Regions from separate parts of the Mus musculus genome. Here region 1 is linked to region 2. A link is a contact called in public promoter capture Hi-C data. All regions are on one chromosome and are shown on one strand. Each heading gives the region's core, a stretch centred on a gene start, on an enhancer-like site or on the middle of the called end of the contact. The rest is flanking DNA. Distances are from core to core; before and after follow the strand shown. Region 1 holds the start of Pclo (piccolo (presynaptic cytomatrix protein)). Region 2 holds the start of Gtpbp10 (GTP-binding protein 10 (putative)).

What was found. Promoter capture Hi-C pulls out the DNA fragments that hold promoters and counts their contacts.
Region 1: a promoter capture Hi-C map of liver shows a contact between it and region 2, with 6 times the contacts expected there. The contact joins the promoter of Pclo here to the promoter of Gtpbp10 in region 2. A contact is called at or near these places in 2 of 39 promoter capture datasets (cranial neural crest and liver).

What each region holds. Positions count from the first base shown.
Region 1 is chr5:14,513,141-14,517,411 of GRCm38.p6, forward strand. Pclo (piccolo (presynaptic cytomatrix protein)) reads left to right here and starts at 1,778. Exons shown (of 25, transcript NM_011995.4): 1 at 1,778-2,320. The coding sequence starts at 2,082.
Region 2 is chr5:5,557,092-5,561,352 of GRCm38.p6, forward strand. Gtpbp10 (GTP-binding protein 10 (putative)) reads right to left here and starts at 2,450. Exons shown (of 10, transcript NM_153116.2): 1 at 2,342-2,450; 2 at 122-315. The coding sequence starts at 2,374.

The sequences.
Region 1 (4,271 bases), core at 528-3,027, 9.0 Mb after region 2:
CTCCAAACATGTCCTCATTGCTAAGTTCTCATTTAATAGTCCATTTATTTTCCACAACTCATTTTTCATAGTCTGCTGGCATTTTCTTCAAGGGGAAGAGTGTAAAGAAGAAAGGAAATTTACACTTTTCCAAAATGGGCCATATATTATTCCTATTAGTTACTAATTTCCTTACATCATCATCTGATTTTGTTCTTATGACTTCCCGGGTTCCTTTCCACCTACAGAAGTATATAAAAATTAATATGCTGTTTTCTCCCCTCAATCATTACTCTAAAGCTACAGCTTGAAGGTTGTGGTTTGCAGATGTGCATACATAAAATATTATTTTATTCTCTCAAAGGACGAGAAACAGTTAACATATGAATCTTCCTTTTCCCTACTCGTTTACAGATGATACTGATTTCCATGCGATGTCCATGCAATTGCTGGTTCTGAAAGAGAAATACTACAAGATGCAGGATTTTTGCCTAATTATGTCCTTTTTTGAAGTAAACTCCCCTTTTAAAATATTCACATATTCTATTTGCCTGTAGGACTATCAGAAAGTCTGATTGTTTGGGCTTAATTTGTTTGTGAAAACATTCTCTTTATCTTAATGAATGACTTGAAGCTCTGACTTTGGAAGTCACATCCCTAATATATTATGAAAGAATCAAAAAGTCAATCAGTTTCCAGTGACATAACAAATAATGCAATTTCCTCTGTTGAGTAGCTGTCATTAACTCTAGTAATGTTAGACACAGATTGTTTTGTAACTGTGCCAATTTTCTATTTTAAAAGTAGAAGGTTTGAACCTACTTCATAGATAAGAATTTTGTCAAAACTTGGAAATGTATCTTGTGAGATCATGTTCATATCTGTGTATTAGTTCAGTTTCTTATTCTTAGCTTTTGATCTCTTTAAGCTTAAAAGTTGAGACTTAACACTTTATAAGAAAACATTACATAGCAAATTTTGAGTTTCAGACTCAGCAATAATTGGAATAATTACTCTAGAATAGAAGTAAGAAGTATGGTGGTGGGGTGCTGAAAATATAGACAGCTTTGTTGTTAAGCAGCTGTGTGATTAACGAGATTTATCTACTGAGATTTTTCTCTTTTTACATTTGTTAAATTAGAAATAATAAAATGGATGGACAAGACTTGAAACCATGACTTAGAAGTTTTACATAAAAGCAACAGACTTCAAAATTTGTTGTTCCCTTGGCGAGCAATTTCCCATAATTCTTTCCATTGGTGTAGTTGAGGAAACAGCGCAAGGTGCAAGCATTCAAAAAATTTTCCCAATTTACTAATGTATCACTTTGAAAAAGTCAACCTAATTGTTCTGGTAAAGCTCTCTAAGATAAAGGCCATTTCATCTCATATTGGGAAATTTTCTTTAAAAACTAGACGGATTCTTTCTCCCTCATCTTTAGTTACCAGAATCTTTCTTAGGAAATTTTATAAATCCTTTCACAGTCCCTTGGGAGGATTCGGAGGTGAAGGGGGGCGGGGGGAAGAAAAAGAAACTACAAATCCCAAGAGGCAGAGCTGCAGACATAACCCCTTCCGCTCTTTTCCCCCTAAATTGAGCTCGCGAAAACTCAGGTTGAGGCATCCTGCTATATGCCTGAAGGAAGTGTCCGCAGTTCGCCGGGCCTTTTAGCATGGCATCATCTGGTGCCTTTAAGTCGGTGTCTAGGCGTCTACGCGCGATGCGACGCAGGGCGGGTAGGCGTGGCGGACATCACCTGTTCGGGGCGGCGCACGCGCAGTACCGGCGCGGCGAGGGGGCGGGGCGCGGGGCGGGGCCGTCGGCGCGGGGCTGGCCGAGCTCCGCTGCTTCTGGGCTGCTCCGGCGCTGAGGAGGCAACCGGGAGACAGGGCGTGAGAAGCTTCCCTGGCGCTGTCCAACATGGAGGAGCTGCCCGGCGCCGGCACAGCCTGCGGACTGGTCTGAGCTCGCCCCACTTCCCCAGGCAGCCGGGAGGGCGCGGAGCCCCCAGGGCTGGGCAGCCTGCACGCCCCGGGGCGGACCCCGGCTGGCGGGGCTCGGACGGCCGCGGGCTTCTGCACCGGGACGTGTCCCGCCGAGCCATGGGCAACGAGGCGAGCTTGGAAGGGGAAGGGCTCCCCGAAGGGTTGGCGGCGGCCGCAGGCGGGGCTGGCGGCTCCGGGAGCGCCCTGCACCCGGGGATCCCAGCCGGCATGGAGGCGGACCTGAGCCAGCTGAGCGAGGAGGAGAGGAGACAGATCGCTGCTGTCATGTCAAGGGCGCAGGGGCTGCCCAAGGGAAGCGTCCCCGCGGCCGCTGCGGAGTCGCCCTCCATGCACAGGCACGCACAGCATGATGGAGAGGTCCAAGCATATATATACCGCTTCCCGTGCACGTACGTGTATGTGCCCGCACGGTGGTACATATATGTCGCCTCCCTTCATTTTATTCTCCCTAATGGGGTGGCGATAAGGCGATCATAAGCTTTTGGATGGGCGGAATAAAAACGATGCAGTGTAGAGTTTCTGGTGGGATAGTCATGGGTTGCATTCTTGGAATTGTGATTTTAGGTTGTGATTCCCCTCCCCTTGGCCTTTTGCAACCTTTTCCACTAGGTTGGTGTGGAGAGACGCCCTACGGTGTTTTTACTAATCTGGAAATCTTCCATTAATACAACACAGATGTTTAAAAAATGGATAGAGCTGGGTTGCTTGTTTACCTGTACGCTTAAACCTCTGTAGTGTTCTGAGGTCTTTTTTCTCTGAGAATGATGTGTAAATATTCTTATAACAATACCCTTAGCCCACTGGAGGGGACTGGTCCTTCCTGCCCAACCTGTCCCTAGAGAACATGAGCTGCCTAGGTGAAAAGCATAGACTAAATATACCTTTTATATTCAGTGAAGGCCCTAAGATATTTTGTAACATTAAACAGATGGTTCGGTCACAGCAGAGCAGGTGCTGTACATGTATTTCTGAATTAGCATATGCTAGTTTAAAAACCATTGCTCTTTTATAATGCAAAAAATGACTTTCCGTTTATAGAACATGCGAATTTGTATTACCTTAAGCTTAGGTTTCAGTACTCAGTTAAAAACAAAATAAATAAAGGACAATTATAAAACTAATCTTTAGTATTAACATATTAATTTGCTCTCTAGCTTTTTATTTTCCCTTTTCCTAATGAATAAGTTGTTTTCTAATTAGAGGACCCAGGGTATAATCTTGTTTTCTCCACCTCTGTTATTGTAAACAAATACTTTAACTTTACATCCTTCTGCAGAAAAAATATCTGTCTATCCATGGTCCTGAAACATCCTTTGAACCAACTGACAGGACTTCCACAATCTTGACTTGAGATACTGAAAGGTGTAGAATGATCTACTTCATAAACTTGAAAAAAAAATTCAACTAAGCTGCCAGAATGCAAATATAAGTGCGCAGTTTTGCCAGATATCATAATGAACTTAGTATAGGAGCAGTCTCAATTTCTGAAGGACAGTGATTTTGTTTTCAAGTATTATCTGAAATGTTGGGACTCTGTCAGGTAAAAACCCCTGTTTAATATGAAAGAAAACACTAGCGTACAAATTAGCCCCCGAATTTGAAATGTACTTATTGTTTAAAACTGTGGTTTTGGCCTTTTTCTTTATTTACAAGGTGAGCTGGGTTTCTCCACTTGCTGGAATCCTGACTTTGGAAAAAAACGGTAGCGTGCATTTAGTCTGTCATTTTGGGATAATAACGAGGAGTAGAGATTTTATTAGTCAGATTTATCATTTTTCCAGAGGGGCTCATGCAACAGGTCTGGCATGGATACAAATGCCAGTGAGATTTGTGTTTGCATTTCTATCTTGCTTCTGCACAACAGATGCTGAGGAAACAATTCCACCTATATGTGTTGCTTAGGTTGTATGTGCACTGCAGAATACTTCCAGAGTTTCCCATTACCAACTGGACACTTTGGGATGGCTATTACTAGGCAATCTGTGCCCTAAATTGCAACTGGTTATGGTTTGCAAAAGATATGCATGAAGAATTTCTGATTTTTGTAACACATTTTTGTTTTGCTGAAATATTTCTATAAAAGCCATTTTTGGGAAAATATGCATCTGTATGATAATGAGTCACTTGACCTGTCGCTTAGGCTTTCAGGATCATTGTCATTAAATATATGTGTATCTAGAAGGTCCAAATTATTTCAAATTTTAAGAACTTAAAAGATGTGCATTTATTTATTCTGCTTTATTTTTGAGAAGTAAGAATTTTCAGTCTCAAGACTCAGATTCTTAC
Region 2 (4,261 bases), core at 1,200-3,699:
TTTTGCTTGATGAGAAAACAGAAAGTAACTTGGTTATCAGTAAAGTTCTACATTCTGGTTTCCCCAGAAGCGTCTGACTTCCACGAAGCTCAGAGCACCCATCCATCCCATAGGCACTTACCGACTGTTTGCTCCTCCTCCGGCCACAAACCGTTTCTGAGGATATTTGTTTTTAAGTTGTTTTAAGGTCATATTTTTATGGGCCACAACCCAGACGTCACCACCTCTTCCACCTTCTCCACCTAAACGAGGGTAACCCATTCCACCGCTTCCTCCCTTGGTGAAGATTCTCAGGTTATCAATGAAATTTCCATACTTAAGAAAATGAGAGAAAGAGAGGATATATATACATCACATATTCTTTTAACTTAAAAGGTTCTAATTTCATTCTACTGAGGCTTCGTTCAGGAAAGAATCAAAGCTGTGTGCATAGCACTGTGTACCCCTTTCTCACATTACTTCGTTTCCCACTCTCTTCCTCAACGATCAATTGTTCCACCCAGCCCCAAGGTTTCTGCCCTTTCCCCTGTTTTCATTCCAAACCTGACCTCAGTGGGTACTAGTAACTCTCCCCGCCCCCACCTCCAATCCCCGGGAAAAGTTAAGCTATTAATAGTTTAAAACAACTGAAAGCAGAAGTGCCTTTCACTTACATTTGAAACCCTTTAAATAAGTAACCTGGTGGGTACCCACTCAAATTTTGTTTTGGGTTCCCTCCAAAACAAAATGTTTTTATATATAAGTACACTGTAGCTGTCTTCAAACACACCAGAAGAGGGCGTCAGATCTCATCACAGATGGTTGTGAGCCACCATGTGGTTGCTGGGATTTGAACTCAAGACCTTGAACTCAAGAGCAGTTAGTGCTCTTAACCACTGAGCCCCCAAATATTTTAAAATCATCATCAGCAGCAACAGCAAAAAGCTGTCCCCTCAGTTAATTATCAAAGCTTATCTGCTCACCAAGACTGAACAAACAGATGGCTTTTCCCCAAAATTTTTGCATTCCAAGAAGCCTAACTCCTTTCCAGGACCTCTGTCCTCTTAGAATCTTGACTGTGAACTCCAAATGGTCTTTCAGGGTCTCATCATTCCTTCTTAATGCATCCGCCACCATGAGCCAAGAGCATCTCTTTCCCCCTTAAGTGAACCCGATGTCTATGTCTCTCTTTACTCAGAAACAGTCGTGACTTTGGGTTTTTACTGCTTCTGAAATAATAAAGTTTACAGTGCTGGATTCAAAGCCCTCACCGGATCTCACCGGGACAGCTGTCATTTGTTGGAGCCTTCCTGTTCTTTTCTGAGCTGCCCACTCTCCCTGCCACTCTATTCATGCTTTCTCCTCTGTTTAGATTATCATTTGTTCTTTCTATCATAAACCCATTTTCTGGTGTCAGTTTCAATGTATCCTCAAATACAACTAAACTATGGCTTATGGTTGTATGATCTGAGGCCTCCTTGGCCCATCACTCTCACTGACTGGCTTTTCAGGCTTCCTCGGACACTGGATTATATCCTCTGGTACTTTCCATTTAGTTTCCCTCACTAGGTAGGTAACTTCTTATAAAGCCAGTGTGTCATAATCCCAGGCTTTCAAATTACAGAGCAATCGTTTAAATTAATATTCACGTTTTTGGTAATCTGCAGTACTTTTGGGTATCAAAAAAATCTGTGGGTTTAAAAAAAAACAAAAACAAACTGAAGGTTGACCACCCTGAGATATTCCTGGTAAGGGCTTTTAAAGCTGTGTTCAGTATGTGACTTTTTCTTTATTTTCTAGATTTGTCATATTTATTAAGGACTCTCATTTATAATGGCTGTTCCTAACAACAGCTTATGTACATGACCTCTAGCTTTCACACACCGTTGCCAGTTAAGCTCACTGAGATTCTTTTTTAATTGAGCGGTTGGTTGCAGATTGTTATAAAAGTGGATTTTAAGACAGGCACTACATAAAAATTGACGTAAAATCTCTATATGAGGCACAGCAAACACACATTCTGACTTCCAGAAAAGTCTTCAGAAAGATATCAAAAGCAGTGTAAAGGAGGAGAAATGTATAAAAGCAGGTTATGGACTCTCTTTTAAACAATGAGAACCAAACCAAACAAACAAACAAGCCGGCACGTGCACCGCAATGCCGGGTCTAAACCGCAGGCAGGTCCCCAATTATCCTCTCACGTGCTTTGGGAACAATACAGGAATTCCCTAAAGCTGGACCCCAAACGGCCATCAGCGTGTCACTGAGACACAATCTTCTCCCAGGAGACGGGAACCGAGGAACGACAACCCAGGAGGAGAGCGGCGAAGACACCAAAGCTGGGGAGACCCCCGTCACGAACCTTTCTCAACAAAGCGCAACCGCAGCGCACCATGAGCTCCAAGGGGCAGGACTCCCGCCCGCAGAATCCGGACAAACTTCGGTCGGGCGCGCGTACTGACGTCACTACTGGTCGCAGAGGTGACGTCTCAGCGGATCCGCGCCTGCGTGCTGCATCGCGCTCGAGGAAGGTGGGCGTGTGCTTTGGACGCCTCTGGGTGCAGGAAGGAGAGTGCAGAGCCCAGATTCGTCTAAGTTGTGTGCAAGGGGAAGCAGGGCTCCGGGCAGGAGTCTCTGGAGTTGACGCTTTGAACGCTATGCGCTGGAGACTGGCCTGCCTCACAAACATTTTTATGGTAGCTGAAGAACCTGAGGTGCCAGGATTTTCTCACGATGAAAGACCCCTCCAACAGACACACTTGTACAAAACACCGAGAGCTCTAAAAGACTGCTGGATGATGGCTTGAGCAATTTTTCTAGCCAAGGCTTAAACTTCAGGAACCAGTCACTTAAAACTTGTAGCACAGAAGTATTGAAAGAAGTGTGACGATCTAGATTTTTACAAAGGATGATGTGTGCAGTGGAGGCAAACAGAAACCCCAACCTGGACTCAGCCGAGAGTTTTCACCTTTCATTTGAAGGCTGTCCTTGTGAGAACACGAGAGATTACATTCCAGCTTGGAGAGGAAGCTTCAGAAAAAGATCACTGAATGGCAGGCCCATTTCGCCAATCTTTCTGCCAAGTCTTTAAGTGAAAAAGGCACACGAGCGTACTAGAGGGGTCTCCCTTCACTGCTCATTTATTATTTTCTATCATTAGAATTATTAGGTTTAGAATCCTTGGCGAAATGTGACTCAGTCATGGTCACTGGCCAGGGCAGTGCAGCTGAGAGTAACCTTAAGGAATTGTTATGTTCCGTTTTTCAGTATGAGGTTGATTTAAAGTTAGTTACAGATAGCCCGAGGTCCTGCGCCTCTAAGGCCGCTTTCCTAGCTGGAACCTGGCAAAGGCTAGTCTTGAAACTCTGAAAATTGCAGTTACGGGCATTCTGCTACATGCCTGAGTCCTAGACTAGAAAACAGGACTCCAATTCATTTAGATAAGGTTCTGCATCCTAAACAATAGGATGGGGAATTTGGGAAAGGAGCGAGTCCTATTTGGAAGTACACAGTGTGGAAACTACTGCTCAGTCTAGATTAGTTTACTGTTCCTGGACTTTGAAGCTGTCATTTTCATTTAGATGTTTGGTTGGTTGGTTCTAGCCTCTGTAGATTAACATTAAATATTGACCCAAATGTCAGATGTTAGCCTCAATAAATATACTTACTATTTTAAAAACCAGAATATTAAGTTGCTGTTATCATACTTTTCCTGTTAAATCTAGAAAATGTGCTGCCATTTAAATTATGCCAAAATGTTTAGCCTAATGCACACACCTTCTAATGTTTATTTATGATTATTGAATATAGGCCCACTCTCTTTCCCATAACATACACAGAATATAATAACAATAAATAAAATATAAATAAGAAATTGATATCTAAAATGCTAAGGATCATTGATGATGTAAGCAAAAGAAAAATACATATACCTCAAACAAAACATTATCACAGCAAGATATTTTATTATAATTCTGATAATAAGATAGTAGAATAAACCTTTTAAATCTCTAAACTCGCTCTCCTAAAAATATGCTGTTAAAATTGACTTGAGATGAGGCTGGAGAGATGACTCATTGGTTAAGAGCATTTCCTACTCGTCTAGAAGACCAGAAGCCACGACCTAGCATCTAGGTTAATTGTCTCACAGGCTCATGTAACAGCTCCAGGGCATCTGATGCCCCCTTTTGGCTGCTGAAAGCACCTGCACTCATATGCACATATCATCACACAGATATGACTGTGTGTGTGTGTTTGTGAGCATATGCACACACACCCCCAG